Linked DNA regions of Oryctolagus cuniculus: region 2 is linked to region 1. Evidence: chromatin contacts called from public Micro-C data. All regions are on one chromosome and are shown on one strand. The core of a region is the stretch at or near the end of the contact, and the rest is flanking DNA. Distances in the headings are between cores, read along the strand shown.

Region 1 (7,647 bases), core at 2,619-5,118:
GGATGATAAACAGGGAACACACTCCCCGGATCACGGCAGCTGCGAGAAGCCGGGAGAAAGCGCATCAGAACCAGAGACCTTGCCCTGGCCCCTGGGGGCAAGAGTGCCACAGCCCCACTCCCACTAGCCCTCCTGACCCATCGCCCACCCCGCTTCCAGAAGGGAAGAAAGAAAGAACAGTTTGTTGCATTGACAGTTGGGGTGTTCTGTTTGGGTGGGGCAAGGGTGAAACCAAAGGAGCACTGAGGAACCTCCAGAGAACCCCAGAGCAGGGAGAGCCAGGAGCATCCCCTGGGCACTCTGGCCAGCCAGCCTCGCCAGCTGGCCATTGGCTCTTTTGGGCTGCAAAGGGAAAGGGCTGAGCTGGCCAGCATGCCAAACCAACACCTGGGAACTGGAAACTCCCTCTGGGAACCAAGGGCTGACCTGGGTTTTAGGAACCCCTCAGTCTTCATATTCTTTGATCTGCACAATTAACATTCTCTCCCGTGAATAATACCACAGGGCGAAAGGGTAATGGAGGGACAGGTGTCTGGTGTAGCTGTTCAGACACTGCTTCAGGAGCCAGCACTGTGGCATAGCGGGTAGAGCCATTGCCTGCAGGGCTGGCATCCCATATGGGCACCGATTTGAAACCTGGCTGCTCCACTTCCGATCCAGCTCCCTGCTATGGCCTAGGAAAGCAGTAGAAGATGGCCCAAGTCCTTGGGCCCCTGCACCCGTGTGGGAGACATGGAAGAAGCTCCTGGTTCCTGGCTTCAGATCAGCCCAGCTCTGACCATTGCAGCCATTTGGGGAGTGAATCAGCAGATGAAAGATCTCTCTCTCTCTCTGTCTGCTTCTGCCTCTCTATAACTCTACCTTTCAAATAAATAAACAAAAGACATCAACATCCCAGAGCTGGCTCTGTTTCCCATTCCAGCTTCCTGCTAATGCACACCCTGGGAGACAGTAGGTGATGGCTCAAGTAATTGGGACCCTACTACCTATCTGGATAGTAGGGTGGCCAGAGTCCCAGTTCTGGCTTCAGCCTGCCTCAGCTCCATCTGTTGCAGGCATTTCAGTAGTGAACCTGTAGATAGGAGATTCTCTCTCTTTCTCTCGCTCTCGCTCTCTCTCCCTGTCTTCAAAGTAATAAGTAAAAAATAAAGAAATGTAAGGGAAATGGATATAAAACCAGTAGCTTCAAGACAAAACCCCTAACACTCTTCCAATTGAGGGTTTTTTAAAAGATTTATTTAAAAAGAAAGGCAAAGCGGGCCGGCGCTGCAGCTCACTAGGCTAATCCTCCGCCTAGCGGCGCCGGCACACCGGGTTCTAGTCCCGGTCGGGGCACCGGATTCTGTCCCAGTTGCTCCTCTTCCAGGCCAGCTCTCTGCTGTGGCCAGGGAGTGCAGTGGAGGATGGCCCAGGTGCTTGGGCCCTGCACCCCATGGGAGACCAGGAAAAGCACCTGGCTCCTGGCTCCTGCCATCGGATCAGCGCGGTGCGCCGGCCGCGGCGGCCATTGGAGGGTGAACCAACAGCAAAGGAAGACCTTTCTCTCTGTCTCTCTCTCTCACTGTCCACTCTGCCTGTCAAAAAAAAAAAAAAAAAAAAAAAAGGCAAAGCAACAGAGAGAGAGAGAATCTTCCATCGATTGATTCACTCCCCAAATGCCCACAACAGCCAGGTCTGGTCCAAGCTGAAGCAAAGAAACCAGAATTCCTTCCGGGTTTCCTACGTGGGTGGCAGGGTCTCACACACGCAGGCCATCTGCTGCCCTCCCAGGTGCAGTAATGGGAGCTGGATTAGAGCTTTTCAACTGGTAGCTTAACTGACTGCACCATGTCAGCTCCACAGTTGAGTTCTTACTTCCAGCAGGCCCCGCCCCCCTAGAAATGTGGAGTGGCTACTGCCCCCAGACCACCTTCTTCCCCTGTGTAGGGCCAGTTCCTCCTTAATCACAATCACAGCAAATGTTATTGTTTGCTGTGTTCCAGGGTTTATGTGTATAAACTCCCCCACTAGGGGCTTCTTCCATGTCTTACCCACCTTTGCATCTCCAGCACTGAGTGGATTCCCAACAAATACGAGCTGGAGTGTGTAACTGAAGCCGGTCTTCCGGACTGCAGCCACACAGAGCTTCTCACCTTTGCCGGAAAACAACTTGCTCTGTCTTGCTCTTATCTCAGTCTACAGCATTTTCCCTCCTCCCCTTTTCCATGTGGTGGACTCCTATTCACCCCCAAATCCTAGCTCACCTGCTACCCTCTCTGTGACACTATCTCCAGTAGCTGGGTAGTGACCACTGCTTTATCCTCTGGGCTTCGCTGACCACTGTGACAACTCAGCAGGAGCCACCCCTGTGCTCGCCGCCGGTGGCTGTGTTTATGGGCACACTAGCCCTTCTCCCCTGTGGGCAGAATGTTTAATTCTCGGCTGGCGCTGCGGCTCACTAGGATAATCCTCCGCCTTGTGGCACCGGCACCCCGGATTCTGGTCCCGGTCGGGGCGCCGGATTCTGTCCCGGTTGCCCCTCTTCCAGGCCAGCTCTCTGCTGTGGCCAGGGAGTGCAGTGGAGGATGGCCCGGGTACTTGGGCCCTGCACCCCATGGGAGACCAGGATAAGTACCTGGCTCCTGCCATCGGATCAGCGCGGTGCGGCGGCCATTGGAGGGTGAACCAACGGCAGGGGAGGATTTCTGTCTCTCTCTCTCTCACTGTCCACTCTGCCTGTTTAATTCTGTGCATCCCCGATGCTACACAATAGGTGCTCAGGTGTATGTTGAACAAACCACAGCGCATGTCCAAGGATGGGAATGCAAGATGCATACACACTTTGTCCTTTTCCACAAAGGACGACAAAGCAGAGGCCTTTGCTGTCCCTCCTCCCTAAACTGCCCAGTAGCCTGGCGTTAGATGGGCCCCCAGATGACCTACCCCTCCTCCTTCCTCTCAGTTGGCCCCTGTCCAGGCTGAACATGCGGGTTTCCAGCACCAGGGAGGAAGAGTTCCCCTCCATCCACTCAGTGGTCGGGAAGCCAAGCCTTGCACGCCACCCGCTCCTGTACACACACTGCTTCCTCACCTGAGGAACCCAGCCTTGGAGGCCTTGAAATGACACTTCTTAGCGAAGCCTTCTCTCACAGCCCCGGTGAGTTGGCACACCAGTTAAGAATGCTCTCAGTTGAAAGCAACAGAAAACCCAAGTAATGATTCTGACACTGGGTTGCCATTAGAATCACCTAAGGAGCTTTTCAAAATCCCCATCCCTGGACGCATGCCAGATCAACGCAATCAGAATCTCTGTGGGTGAGCCCAGGCACCAGGAGTTTCAAAGCCTCCTGTAATCTAATGTGCAGCCAAGGGGAGAGCACAGAAGCAGGGGTTTGTCTTTCTTACCTAATGAACCTAGAGGTGGGCGCTTGCTGGTGCTGGTCGAATAGATCAGTGATGTCCAGGCCAACATCTCCGTGATACTTTTTAAAACTTCCATTTACTCTCCTTATTTGGGAGGCAGAGAGACAGAGAGAGCTCCTACCCACTGGTTCATCCTCCACAGGTCGGTGAGCCAGGAACTGAATCCAAAGTGCATGGCAGGGACCCAACCTCTTGAGTCACAACCTACTACCTTCCAAGATGCACACCAGCAGGAAGCTGGAACTGGGAGCAGAGCTGGGACTCAAATCCAGGCCCCCCAACATGGTAGGCAGCATCCTAAATGCTGTGCCAAATGCCTGACACTTAGCAATACTCTTGATTTTCTTTTCTGCTTTTCTGCCTCATTATCACAAGAAAGCTGGAGTTCACTGTGTCCAAAGCAGGAAGAAAGTGGGAGAGAAAAGAGCAGAGCCCAGCCCCATCCTCTCATGACAAAAATCAGGCTGTCCCAGAAACGTCAGCAGCAGAGTCTCACTTAGCCGTCACATCACACCTGGGCCACCTCCAGCTGCAGAGGAGGCTGGACAAGTGGGCACCACGATACTTTATGGGTTGAAGGGTGAATCAGGCTCAGTCCTCAGGGGCTGAATACACTGTTACTCCCAAACTGCTGAGTGCTTTCAAGCAGGCAGCCAGCAGGTTCTGCCACCTTATATATGTATATGCTGTGTGCGTCATAGCTGCTTGTACGCACTCCAGCTATGGAAGACACCACATTAATGTGTTGTGGGGACATGTGGAGACATGTCTATGTTTCCCTCTACACTGACAGTTCTCATCTCTGGCTGCACATTACAAATACCTAGGGAGCTCTAGAAAGATAAAAGTGCCTCGAGCTCATCCATAGTGATTTTAATTTAATTGGTCCAAATGGAGTCCCAGCATAACTAATTTTTAAAAGCTCCCCAAGTGATTCTAATGTGCAGGCTGAGTTTTGGAAACCACTGCTTCACATCCAGTGCCTTAAGAACCCCTAGGGGAGGGGTTGTGGTGCAGTGTGGTTAAACCGATTCTCCAGATGCCCACAATCTGCATTAGAGTGCCAGTTCAAGTCCTGGCTCCTTCATTTCTGACCCAGCTTCCTGCTAATGCACCTGGGAAACATCAGATGATAGCCCAAGTACATGGGTTCCCACTACCCCTGAGGGAGACCCAGATGGAGTTTCCGGCTCCTGGCTTTGGCCCAGCCAAGCCCCAGCTATTGTGGGCATTTGAGTGAACCAGCAGACAGATCGCTCTGTTTCCCTCTGTCTCTCTGGCACTCTGCCTTTCGAAAATAAACAAACAAACAAACCTCTTAAAAATGTTTTTGCACCAAAATAAACTTATCTTTTAATTTTTTTTTAATTTGAGAGGTGACAGAGAGACAGAAAGAGGGTTCCCATGTGCTGGTTCATTCCTCAATTGCCAAAAATGTCCAGGGTTGGGCAGGGTCAAAGCCAGGAGTCAGCAACACAATTCAGGCCTCCACGAGGGTGGCAGGAACATGAGCCATCACAGCTGCCTCTCAGGGACCACATTAGCAGGTTCCAGAGCCAGGAATTGAACCCAGGTATTTTGGTGTGGGACGTGGGCAGCGTAACCAATACCTCAACCTCTAAGCTAAACGTCCACCTCACAAACTTACCCTCTAATTCCATTCTTCTGTGAACTTTTAGAAGAACCCTCTAGGGCTGGCAGGAATCCCTACTGAATGAACGAACGGCAGAGAAGAGTGAGGTGTGTACTGTCCTAACTGTGGTCCTTCCCTTCTTCAAATCTCACTTCTTTACCGAGCCCTGCACGTAACTTCTGTTAGTTATCCACATCTGCAGCCCAGCTGGACTCTCCTGTGTGCCCACACTGCCTGCTTCTCCAGCTGCTGGACTGAATAGCCCAGTCCCACTCTTCGCTGGCAGCTGCCCTAGGCTGAGAAGGAGATAACTCTCTCTCTTGATAGCCAGGCTCAGCCCATGGGCCTCAGCTAAACCGCCTGACCAGTGTGAGAGAACATCAGGAGGTAGAGACGTCCCAAGCCTTCTACCCCCACAGCCCACCGTCACCCTAAAATGGACACCCAAGCATGCAGCAGCAGAGTGCCTGGCCTAACTAATTAGCAATGCACAGAGAAAATTTTTGCTTCTCCTGCCCACATGTAGAAAATGAATCTTATCTGATTCTTTGGACAAATGTGAGTCTGAGAAATGCCCCTGCTGACATCAGAGGAATGAGTCAGGGGTGAGTACATGCCCAGAGCTGATATCATCTGGTCCCCTACCATGTGCTTCTGAAACTGCTTGTTCAAAGGTAACCGACAGGCCAGGCTTCACAAGTGCACAGCTGTGCGCTCGCCCTGGGCCCCAGCCCCCTGATCACGAGGGCCCTGCACTTGGTTTTACCCTCTGCTACCGCTGCCTTGGAATTCTTAACAGTTTTTGCACAAAAGGCCCCACATTTTCTTTTGCACTGGGCCCAGCAATTACATGTCCAGTCCTGCTAGCCTATAATCTTGTACAAAATCCAGCCAGGATTTTCTTCTCAGAAAGGCCTGCATAGCACCTGACCTCATCTTCCTGCAAGCAGATCTCTCCTCCCCAGTCTCTGCGGTTCCCTCCCACCCATCTGACCTAGGAGGAGTGACCCAGGGAGTCCACACACGGCCGTGGACACTGTTGGAGGTTATAGGCAAGGGCTCAGGGGTGGCATAGGGGCAAGAGAGCTGCAGATGGGAATGGGAGGTGGTTGGAGAAGGAATGAGAAAACTGGGCCACTGGTTCACTGTGTAACTCTGCTCACACTCTTAGCCCTAGTTTATCTGCCTATAATTTAAGAGGATCAAACTAGATGGTCCATTCCCTGGAGCTCTGTCACCAGCTAAGGCTCTAAATCCGAGCTGGAGGTGGTATGGGGATAATGGCACCACAGGAGGAAAAGCTGTAGGGTGGCCAAGGCAGCTGATGTGTAGACCTGCGAGTCGAGGGACTTACAGAGAACCAGCTACGGGGGAAGGGGAATGTCTGGCCTGCAGGACGTATAAGGCCTGCAAAATTATTTGATCTGGCCCTGCCAAGGCAACCACAGGCTGGTTTCAATTTCAGTAAATCTATAGAGGGCTAATTTTTTAAGCTGATAATTTTGTATAGCCCATGAATAATATTATAAATATCTAAATGGTCCTTGACAGTAAAAAGATTCCCTACCCCTGATGAAATGACCTCATCACAACAGTGACCCTTGTCACCCATGCCCCTGCAGTCACAGGAGATGAAGTAGGTGGGAAAACCCTGACCTGGGTGCTAAAATCATGGAGGAAGGCCATGTTCTGGAAGACAGTAATGCAGTAACAACTAGTATTTGCTGAGCACCCCACAAAGGACCTTCACATTCGCCCAACCCTAGCAGACCCTCTGCACCCTGCAGCAGTGTTCTCATGTCCAAAGGCAGACACGGGGCTCAGAGGGGTGAGGTGATGTGCCCAAAGTCACACACAGAACGTGGAGGACTGGACTGTGGCCCAGCAGGTTGAGCTGCTGTTTGCAATGCTGGCATTCCACAGCAGAACATCAATTCGAGTCCTCGCTGCTCTGCTTCCGATCAGTCTCCCTTCTAATGCACCTGGGAAAGTAGCAGAGATAGCCAAAGTACTTGGGTCCCTACCACCCATATGGAGACCCTGATGGAGAGTTTCTGGCTCCTGGCTTCTGCCTGGCGCAGCCCTGGCCTTTGCAGGCAGCCATTTGGGGAGTGAACCAGCATCTAAATCTCTCTCTCTCTCTCCCTCTCTCTCTCTCTCTCTCTCTCGTTCTCTATCACTACCCCCCTCTATTCTCTGCCTTTCGAAATAAATAAATATTTTTAAAATGGACCTTCTGGCTTCAAACCCTTCTTCCCACCACACAGTGGACATTAGGAGAGGATGGTGTGTTGAGGTGGCATGGGCTGCAAATGAGGCCCTGAGAAATAACTCATCCAAGCCCTCTTCAGTTCCAAGGCACGAAGAGGAGTTCCAAGCACCTACCTGGAAGCCCAGGGCCCCCAAAACGGAGAGAGAATCAGGGTCTGTCCTGATCCAGAACAAAAATCAACAGAAAAAAAAAAAAAAAAAAACTCAGGGTTTTGTCAGTCTTTTAAAGAAATCCTTTCAACTCCTAGAGTCACCGTCCACCAACCACACAGAATACAAACCAAAATTGAACCACAGCGCCCCCTGGCGGGCCAGCGTGCTGGGCTGAGCCAGGAGATAAG
Region 2 (7,647 bases), core at 1,713-4,212, 180 kb before region 1:
AGGGCAAAGAAGGAAAAGAGGGAGGAGAGGGTAAGAGAGAGATCAAGAGAGATTTTTTTTTTTTTTTTGACAGGCAGAGTGGACAGTGAGAGAGAGAGAGAGACAGAGAGAAAGGTCTTCCTTTGCTGTTGGTTCACCCTCCAATGGCTGCTGTGGCAGGCGCACTGCGCTGATCCGAAGCCAGGAGCCAGGTGCTTCTCCTGGTCTCCCATGCAGGTGCAGGGCCCAAGCACTTGGGCCATCCTCCACTGCACTCCCGGGCCACAGCAGAGAGCTGGCCTGGAAGAGGGGCAACCGGGACAGAATCTGGCACCCCGACCGGGACTAGAACCCGGTGTGCCGGCGCCGCAGGCAGAGGATTAGCCTACTGAGCTGCGGCGCCAGCCAAGAGAGATTTTTTTTTAAAGATTTATTTATTTATTTGAAGGCAGAGTCGCAGAGAGGCAGAGGCAGCGGCGGGTGTGTGTGTGTGTGTGTGTGTGTGTGTGTGTGTGTGTGTGTCTTCCATCCACTGCTTCACTCCCCAGATGGCCACGATGGCTGGAGCTGCGCCGATCCAAAGCCAGGAGCCAGGAGCTTCTTCCAGGTCTCCCACGTGGGTGCAGGGGCCCAAGGACTTGGGCCATCTTCTACTGCTTTCTCAGGCCACAGCAGAGAGCTGGGTCAGAAGTGGTGCAGCCGGGACTTGAACCAGCACCCACATGTGATGCCGGCACTGCAGACAGCATCTTTACCTGCTATATCACAGCACTAGTCCCCCAAGCAGTCTTCTAAGTCCTCCCGGAGCCCTGTGTCAGCCCCTGGTGCAGGTTGTGGGAAGAACTGCTTCGGGGGGGTGGGGGGCACAGCCTTTTGGTGTATCCAGAGAGCAGACGGAAAAGGCGGCCCAGAGCCGAGAGGCAGGCGTCTGCACAAACCGCTTTCCTGTCCGGTGCTGTTGGCGGAACCTCAGCTTTGGGGTTGGGGAGGGGTGTGCAGTGGCAACCTGGGACAAGGACTGGGGGCTTCCAGCTGAGGCAGGGAGCTGGCGAGGAGGGAAAGGGGGGCTGGATCTTAGGCGAGCTGAGTGCTGCCAGCAGGGAAGCAGGTGCCCCAGAAGCTCCCCGGGCAGGCAGCGGCGCTGGGAAGTGCGGGCACCGTCCGGGCTGAGTAGGGCTATGCTCCTCCTGAGCCTAGTGGAGTCTGGGCCGAGCTACGATGGCCTCTCGTGCCCCCTTGCAGAGCTGCCATCCACCACAAAGAGGGGCACTATGGCGGTGTTTTTTCTCCAGGGCCCTGGGCGAAGCAGTTTGGCTGAAAGGCAGAGAAATAACCGTCTCCCAGCCACTGGTTCATTCCCCAAATGCCTCCAACAGCCAGGACTGGGCCAGGCTGAAGCCAGGAGCCCAGAGCGCAGGCCACCTGCTGCCTCCCAGGGGTGCCTTAGCAGGAAGCTGGAATGTGGAGTGGGCCAGGTCCTCAAACCCAGGCACTTAGATGTGGGCATGGGCGTCCCACGCATCAGCCAAACTGCTGAGACTCACGCTGGCCCCTGAAGCTGCGTTTTTGTGGCCCGGTTTGCTCTTAAACTTGGATCAGTCTCTCTTGGGGTGCTTTGGAGAAGGCTGTGGGAGATGAGGGGATAAAGCCACCCCTTTAGGGCACCACTGAATGCCAATAAGATCTTGTATGGGGGCAGGGACCCTGTAACCTTGGGACCTAAGGGGAAGCGTAACCGGCTCCTGCACCCCCCATACCTGCGGCCCAAGGGCAAGTTCACTGGCATTTACCTGCCAATTCCTGTGCCCTGAGTCAGATCCTCCAGGACACGTGGAAGCAGGCGTTCCCGCTGGGAGCCACAACAATCTTCCAAAGGAGTCCAGCGACCTCCTCTCTCTCCCAGCCTGGGCCCTCCATCAGTCCCCATACAGGCTCCCCACCTTGAGCTCCCCCTTCCCAGCAAGCCACCTTGCCCCAAGGTCTTGGAGCTTGGCTTTTGGGCAAAGCTGGAGTAGGAGTGATGAGGAAGCCCCGGGAACCCATCCCCAAGGCCGGCCGTTCTGGACACGTGCGCATGCCCCTCCTCAGCCCAGGCAGCATGGAGGTGCCACCGGCGGCGCAAGACTCCACAGGGCCACCTGTCTGCCTCGCCAGGGGGCGCGCCTCGGCTCAGCAGGGTCTCCGGCGGCGAGCCCATCACCACGGGGGTCAGCCTGGTCTTCAGTAGGGGTCGGTGTTGCGATCTGTGGGCAAGGCCTTCAAGCCTCGCGTGGCATCCAGGCGCGACGGCCAGGCGGGGCCCGCGTGTGGTCGTAGTCAGGGGGCTCCAGCTCCCTGTGTCACCGAGCCCCGGACGTGGACGGCACCGGGCCGGCTCAGCCGCGCGGCTGCAGCGACACCCAGCGGCCGTCGTGGGAAGTGCGGGAGCCTCACGCGGTTCCCACTCGTGGTTCCGGGAGGGCACCCCGGGAGAGCGGGCGCGTGCAAGCAGGCTGCCCGTGGGGCACTTCCTTCCCTCCCCCGTTTCCTCCCCGGCCGTCGCCCGAGCGCCGGGAGATCCTGCCCGGCTGCAGTGCCCGGAAGGGCGGGGCGGGGCGCAGCGGCGGCGCTGGGCTGTGACCCTGGCAGTTTCACTTCTGGATGCCGCTCGGGCTGTGATGGGAGGGCCCCCCCGGGGGGGGGGGGGCTGCAGGGGACACGCGGGCTCGGGACCCCGACTGAGGGATAGCTTTTAACTCGCGGGTGTCACGCGACCCACGCCTTCCTCCGTTTTCCACCCCCACCCGCCGTGGTTCCACTCCGCTGTCCCCGGAGCTACCGCCGCCGCCGCCGCCAGCGCCCCCGCGGGGGCTGCCGACCCCCGGAGAGGCCCCGAGCGGCGTGGGCGGCAGGAGGAGCGAGCTGTGAAGCCGCAGGCGGGGGTTAGGCTGCGGGCTGCGCAGAGCCGAGCTGTTTCTCAGAAGTGCAGCCGCCCCTCCCCTCACACCCGCTCCGCTCCCACCTCGCCGCCCGCACCCTTCCCCCGGGGCGGCCGCGCGCTTTCCTCTCGGCGTCCCAGGCTGGGAATCCGGGCGGGGTCTGGATCCGCGCAGGACTAACCGGAGGGCGCGAGGAGAGGCGGGGGTTCGGATCCAGCCGCGGGGCCGCTATTCAGAGTGTCCCCCACCCCGGTTCCACAGATGAGGGGGTAGGAGCTGTCGCCTCTCCTTCGCCCCTCGCCGGCGCCGGGATTGGATTTCATATAACAGTGAAGAAAGTGACCTCTGGGGAACCGCCGGCGGTCACTCGCTCTCTGCAGCCCGGTGGCCAGGAGAAGCGAGAGGGAAGGGGTTGGATCTGCTCCATCCCTGGTCTTGTTTCTGGAGTTTGGGGGCCCATCTGGAGGCCGCCCAGCAGCGGGCTGAGGCCAGGCTTAGAGGCCCAGCCGTTAGGAGCTGTGGGCTCCCTGACTGCAGAGCGGCAAGGCTGGGACTGGAACCCAGGGCTCCCATTCTGGCGGGAGTCTGACCCAAGCTGGCCACGCTGAGACTTCAGAGCTTGGGGTCACAGGACCCTCCTGCTGTCCCCCCGCGCGCACACACACACACACACACAGCTCCCCAGGGGTGAGAGGGAGGGTGGTACTGAGAATGTCACTGGAGGGGGGGGGGAGTGGGATGTCAACTGGGCTGGTGGCAGGACGAGCCTGGGGGAGGAGGTGGCCTCTGCCCCATTCCCATCCACCAGCCGCCCCCAGGACTGTGGTTTATTTGACGAGGCAGATCTTCTGGGCCAGGGGGCCCTGGGGGCTGCCGGGTAGGTGAGGTGATGGGAAGAGGCTGTTCTGGGGCTTCCTGCCTGCTCACTCCTGGGGAAGGCAGGGGTGGGGTGAGGTGGGGTGGGGTGGGGTGGGGTGGGGTGGGGTGGCAGGCCTCTCACCCACAAGCCCTGTAACCTCCATTCTTTCCCCTGCATGGTCTTTCCTTGGCTGTGTGCATGCTATTCTGGGGGCAGGTCTGTTATTTGGGGGGGAGGGAGGCAGCTGCCTACTTCACAGGTCAAGACAGAGTTAAAAACAAAACCGCGGCAAACTCAACACCCCGTGTCCTTCGGGGACTTTCCATGACACCTTCCTTCCCCCTCTCCCCCATGGCCAGGGAGTACCTCCCCAGAGGGCCTCCCCACCCCAGGTGCAGTGGCTTTTGGCTTTTATGCAAACAACCGTCTGACCGGGAATGTGCCACAGCCAGTGTGCCTCTCCACTTGCCCCTCCACAGCCCTTCAGGCCAGCGCGCCTGGCCTTCCCTGGGTGCTCACCTCCACTCTTCATCTAGGGATGGAAGTGAGGGAAGGGAGCCAGGTCGTTCCCCACCCTGCCTGCTGGGTGATGGGGTCGGGGAGGAGTGGAGGTGCAGCCGTGGCCTCCCCTATCAGGCCTACCACCCTCTAAAGCATCAGACTGTTCCCAAGAACCGGGAAAGGGAGCCACCCTCTGGCAGGAAGGAAGCCCATCAGGCCTGATGGGAGTCTCCAGGGCTCAGCTCACCGCCATCAGGGTCTCCCCGCCTCCCGTTTCTTTCTGGGCTGCTGCTGCTTTGAGGAGGGAGTGGAAGGGGGAAGGCAGTGCACCACTTTCTCCAAGGCTGAAAGCCAGCGCCTGGAGGCTGTGTGGGAATGTATTTGATGTTCAGCGATAAAGGCAGGCTGCTCTGCCCTTCCTCTTTCCCGTCCTTAGGGTAGAGGGGCTGCAAAGCCTGCTGGAGTTCCTGGAAGCAGCCTGGTGGTGCAGTCGGGAGTGGGGCCGTGCTGCGCACACAAGCCAGGGGAAGCTGCCGCCAACCCAGTGCTTGGCTCATCCCAAGCTTCAGAAACACTTCCTCTTGCACCGAAGAGAGACAATGGAGCGTGCTCTAGACGAGGCCGAGCAGAAGACCAGACCATCCCTCAGAGCCTTCTCAAACACTGAGCGAGAACGTAGGGTAACAGCACTGGGAGAGAGCTGCCCCATCCAATGCTGTTTCCTGCCAACATCATAGGTTTAGGCCTCCAAGTAGCTAAAGACTATATTTAGATGTGGCTAAGTTCAGTGACTGACTGCACCCTGAGTTTCCCAAAGTGGATGTTGAGATCTCAGATGAAAATGTCAGGGTGAATTTCTGTTGGGGGGTGGGAGGGCAGAGCAGTGACTAAGGGTAAGGGGACGTTGTGTGCTGTGTGTTGATCCTGCTGAGTCCAGGTCTTCAGCCTCCTTGGTCCCCTTAGCAAATCAGAGCCTTACTGCGGGTGCCCAGAGGCCGCAGCAGAACACCAGCAGCAGGCTCAGGAAGATGTCCAGCGAGCTACTTCACTGTGGGGATCATTCCACTTATCTTGGAACCTGGGCTTTAAGAACAGCCAGAAGGGCTAAATTAAGGAAATATTCCTGGGGGCAGAATTAAAAACCCTCCCATTCTCTGACTACAAATGACAGGCACACAAGGACTATCACACAAAAGGATTTATTTTCCAGTGTAAAAACCAAACACGATCAAGGAATCTCGAAAATGCAGGGGTGTTTCCGATGCAAAGATGCACTCAGTGGATCTGGCGAGGTTAGCGGTCAGCACGGCTACAGTTCAGAAGCTGCCTTTTTTGGACATTCTTTACAGAGGTGAGGCGTGGGGTGCTTTTCGGTGCTCTGAATGGTTGGACTCCAGAGGAGTGAAGAGGGAGAGTCACTACTGTCTGAGAAATGCAAAGAGGCCCTGAGCCCAGGCTGGGTCCAACTGCCTGAGGGTCAAGGGCACCCTCCCCTCCTGGCGGAGAAGCCACTCTGAGTCCCAGGCTACCTCCTGTTCCTCCCCTGTCATTCTGCAGACAAGGGTCATTCAAAGACCACACGTGTGGTGACTTTGGCAACCAGAAATTAAAAATAAGCTATGGTTTTTCCAGCAGCCAAAATGATCCTTCACCAAAAAGTTCACAGACTGAGAACCTGAGCATGCAAAACCACAGTCTGGGTGAAGGGATGTCTGCTTTTTAAATGACCTGCTAATTCTTTGCAACCCACAGTAATTTGGTTTCTGTGAACCCACAGACACAGGCCCACCAAAAAGGGCCTTGTCTGCTAGCCTGGAAAAGCTCTTGTATAAATGAGTCACTGGCAACGGGATCCGTCGTTTTTAGGGCTATCTCATTTTACGGTGTGTTTTCTCAGTCTTTTCAGGAGATGGAGAAGCAAGCTTCATTTATCCGGAACGTGAAATAGGCTCCACAGCATGGGCAAAGGGCTGGGAGAAGGCAGGCAGCATCGTGGGCCGCTCTGCAGGCTTTCTGAACAGAATCAGTGGAGAGTGGGGCAGCAAGAACCATTTGCAGAAGTGCGAAGTTCCTGGGGGAGCAAATGGCTGAGGGCTCCTGGATGGCAGGGCGGCAAAGCTATTCTGCTTGCCGGGGTGCATGAAGAGCCTGTAGCACATGGCTGACTCACATGGGTTCCGAGGTTCAACACAGTCTCTGCCCTTTTGTATTGAAATGAAGTGAAGGAAACGGAATTCGAGACCAGCTGCCTCTGTTTAGGAACTGCTATTTTGGTCCTTGGTCTTGGAATATTTTTTGTGTCTTTAATCCCTGCCACAGTATGCAGAGCAGAAAATTTGGAACCATCCAATATAACCCCTACTAGCCCCTGCAAAAAAAAACAAATAAACAACAAAAAAAGGGGACATTCTTCCATAAACAAAATTACATAAAACTTCACAACATCCTTGAAAGGCAGATATTGTTAGGTCATTACACTTTTAATATAAACATTAACATTCCAATTTCTAGTACCGATTCAATTGGCGTCAATGTGTAAGTCAGTCCACTATGGTAATATTCAGCGGAAACTTGTGTCCAGCTTCTTGAAGTGCACACCCCTGTTCAACATACTGATGGTGTGGCGGGGTGCAGACTACGTACTGTGTGGGTAAATGAGGGATACAATCTACCCTACTTTAGGAGGACACACAAGTTTCAAGCCCAGACCTCATCTAGGCTTCAAGTCACAGTTCTCAGAGTCAGAAGCCCCCAGGCCTGGGTTCTTGGTTGCTCTCAGAGCCATTCAGTCCCGCCATCAGTGAGAACAGAGTTCTTTTTCCAGGGTGGCCCAAGACTAGCCTTTGGTTTAGAGTCAAAATTGTTTTCTTTATAGGCACTTAAGTCCCAAAGCATTCTGCTTGTGTGACCTCTGTCTAAAGATTTTCTGAATTAATCTTTCTGGGAAAATACAAAAATAGCTTCCAGTTCTTAAAAGGCAGTATTACCATACTCACTTATCTTCTTCAGCTCTTGATACCACAATTTTGTTTTTTAAGGATAAAACTTTCACCACTCCCTTCTTTTCCTCTTCTTGAGCTCAGACCACCTTAATTCTGAGTCCTCTAAGATAGCCAAGCCTTTCCACAAATCTCCACTGGAGACCAACACACCAGCTCTCAGTGGGATATATTTTCAAGTCAGGACTTTAAAGAAACATTTTCATCTGGTTTTACCATCTGTCCTGTGATATATCTCAAAAGTACTGCTTTTTTCCCTTAAAACATTCTAAACCTAAACTTCAGCAGAGGGAAGAAAAAGGCAAAGGAGGGTAAGAATAGTGACACTGATGCTACTTGGAAAAACTTCATGTTGACATGAGATTTGTTAAAAATGCAGTCTTCTGAGTAA

What was found. A called contact is a pair of places that touch in the nucleus more often than the background predicts.
Region 2: a contact with region 1 is called in a Micro-C map of ear pinna, with 7 times the contacts expected there. The contact joins two enhancer-like sites. A contact is called at or near these places in 3 of 6 Hi-C or Micro-C datasets (ear pinna, skin fibroblasts and an unstated tissue).

Annotation. Positions count from the first base shown.
Region 1 is chr17:22,461,187-22,468,833 of mOryCun1.1, reverse strand. LRRC3C (leucine rich repeat containing 3C) reads left to right here. Exons shown (of 5, transcript XM_017349189.3): 3 at 1-5,142. Among named protein-coding and RNA genes, the nearest start is that of LRRC3C, 11 kb to the left of the region's middle. Within about 2 kb of position 3,868, at least 1 of the 8 cell types and tissues checked has an H3K27ac peak or open chromatin away from gene starts, as enhancers often do. A contact at or near this core is called in ear pinna, where this site is marked.
Region 2 is chr17:22,640,671-22,648,317 of mOryCun1.1, reverse strand. It overlaps IKZF3 (IKAROS family zinc finger 3), which reads right to left. Exons shown (of 9, transcript XM_070060746.1): 9 at 5,441-7,647. Among named protein-coding and RNA genes, the nearest start is that of GRB7, 17 kb to the left of the region's middle. Within about 2 kb of position 2,962, at least 4 of the 8 cell types and tissues checked have an H3K27ac peak or open chromatin away from gene starts, as enhancers often do. A contact at or near this core is called in ear pinna, where this site is marked.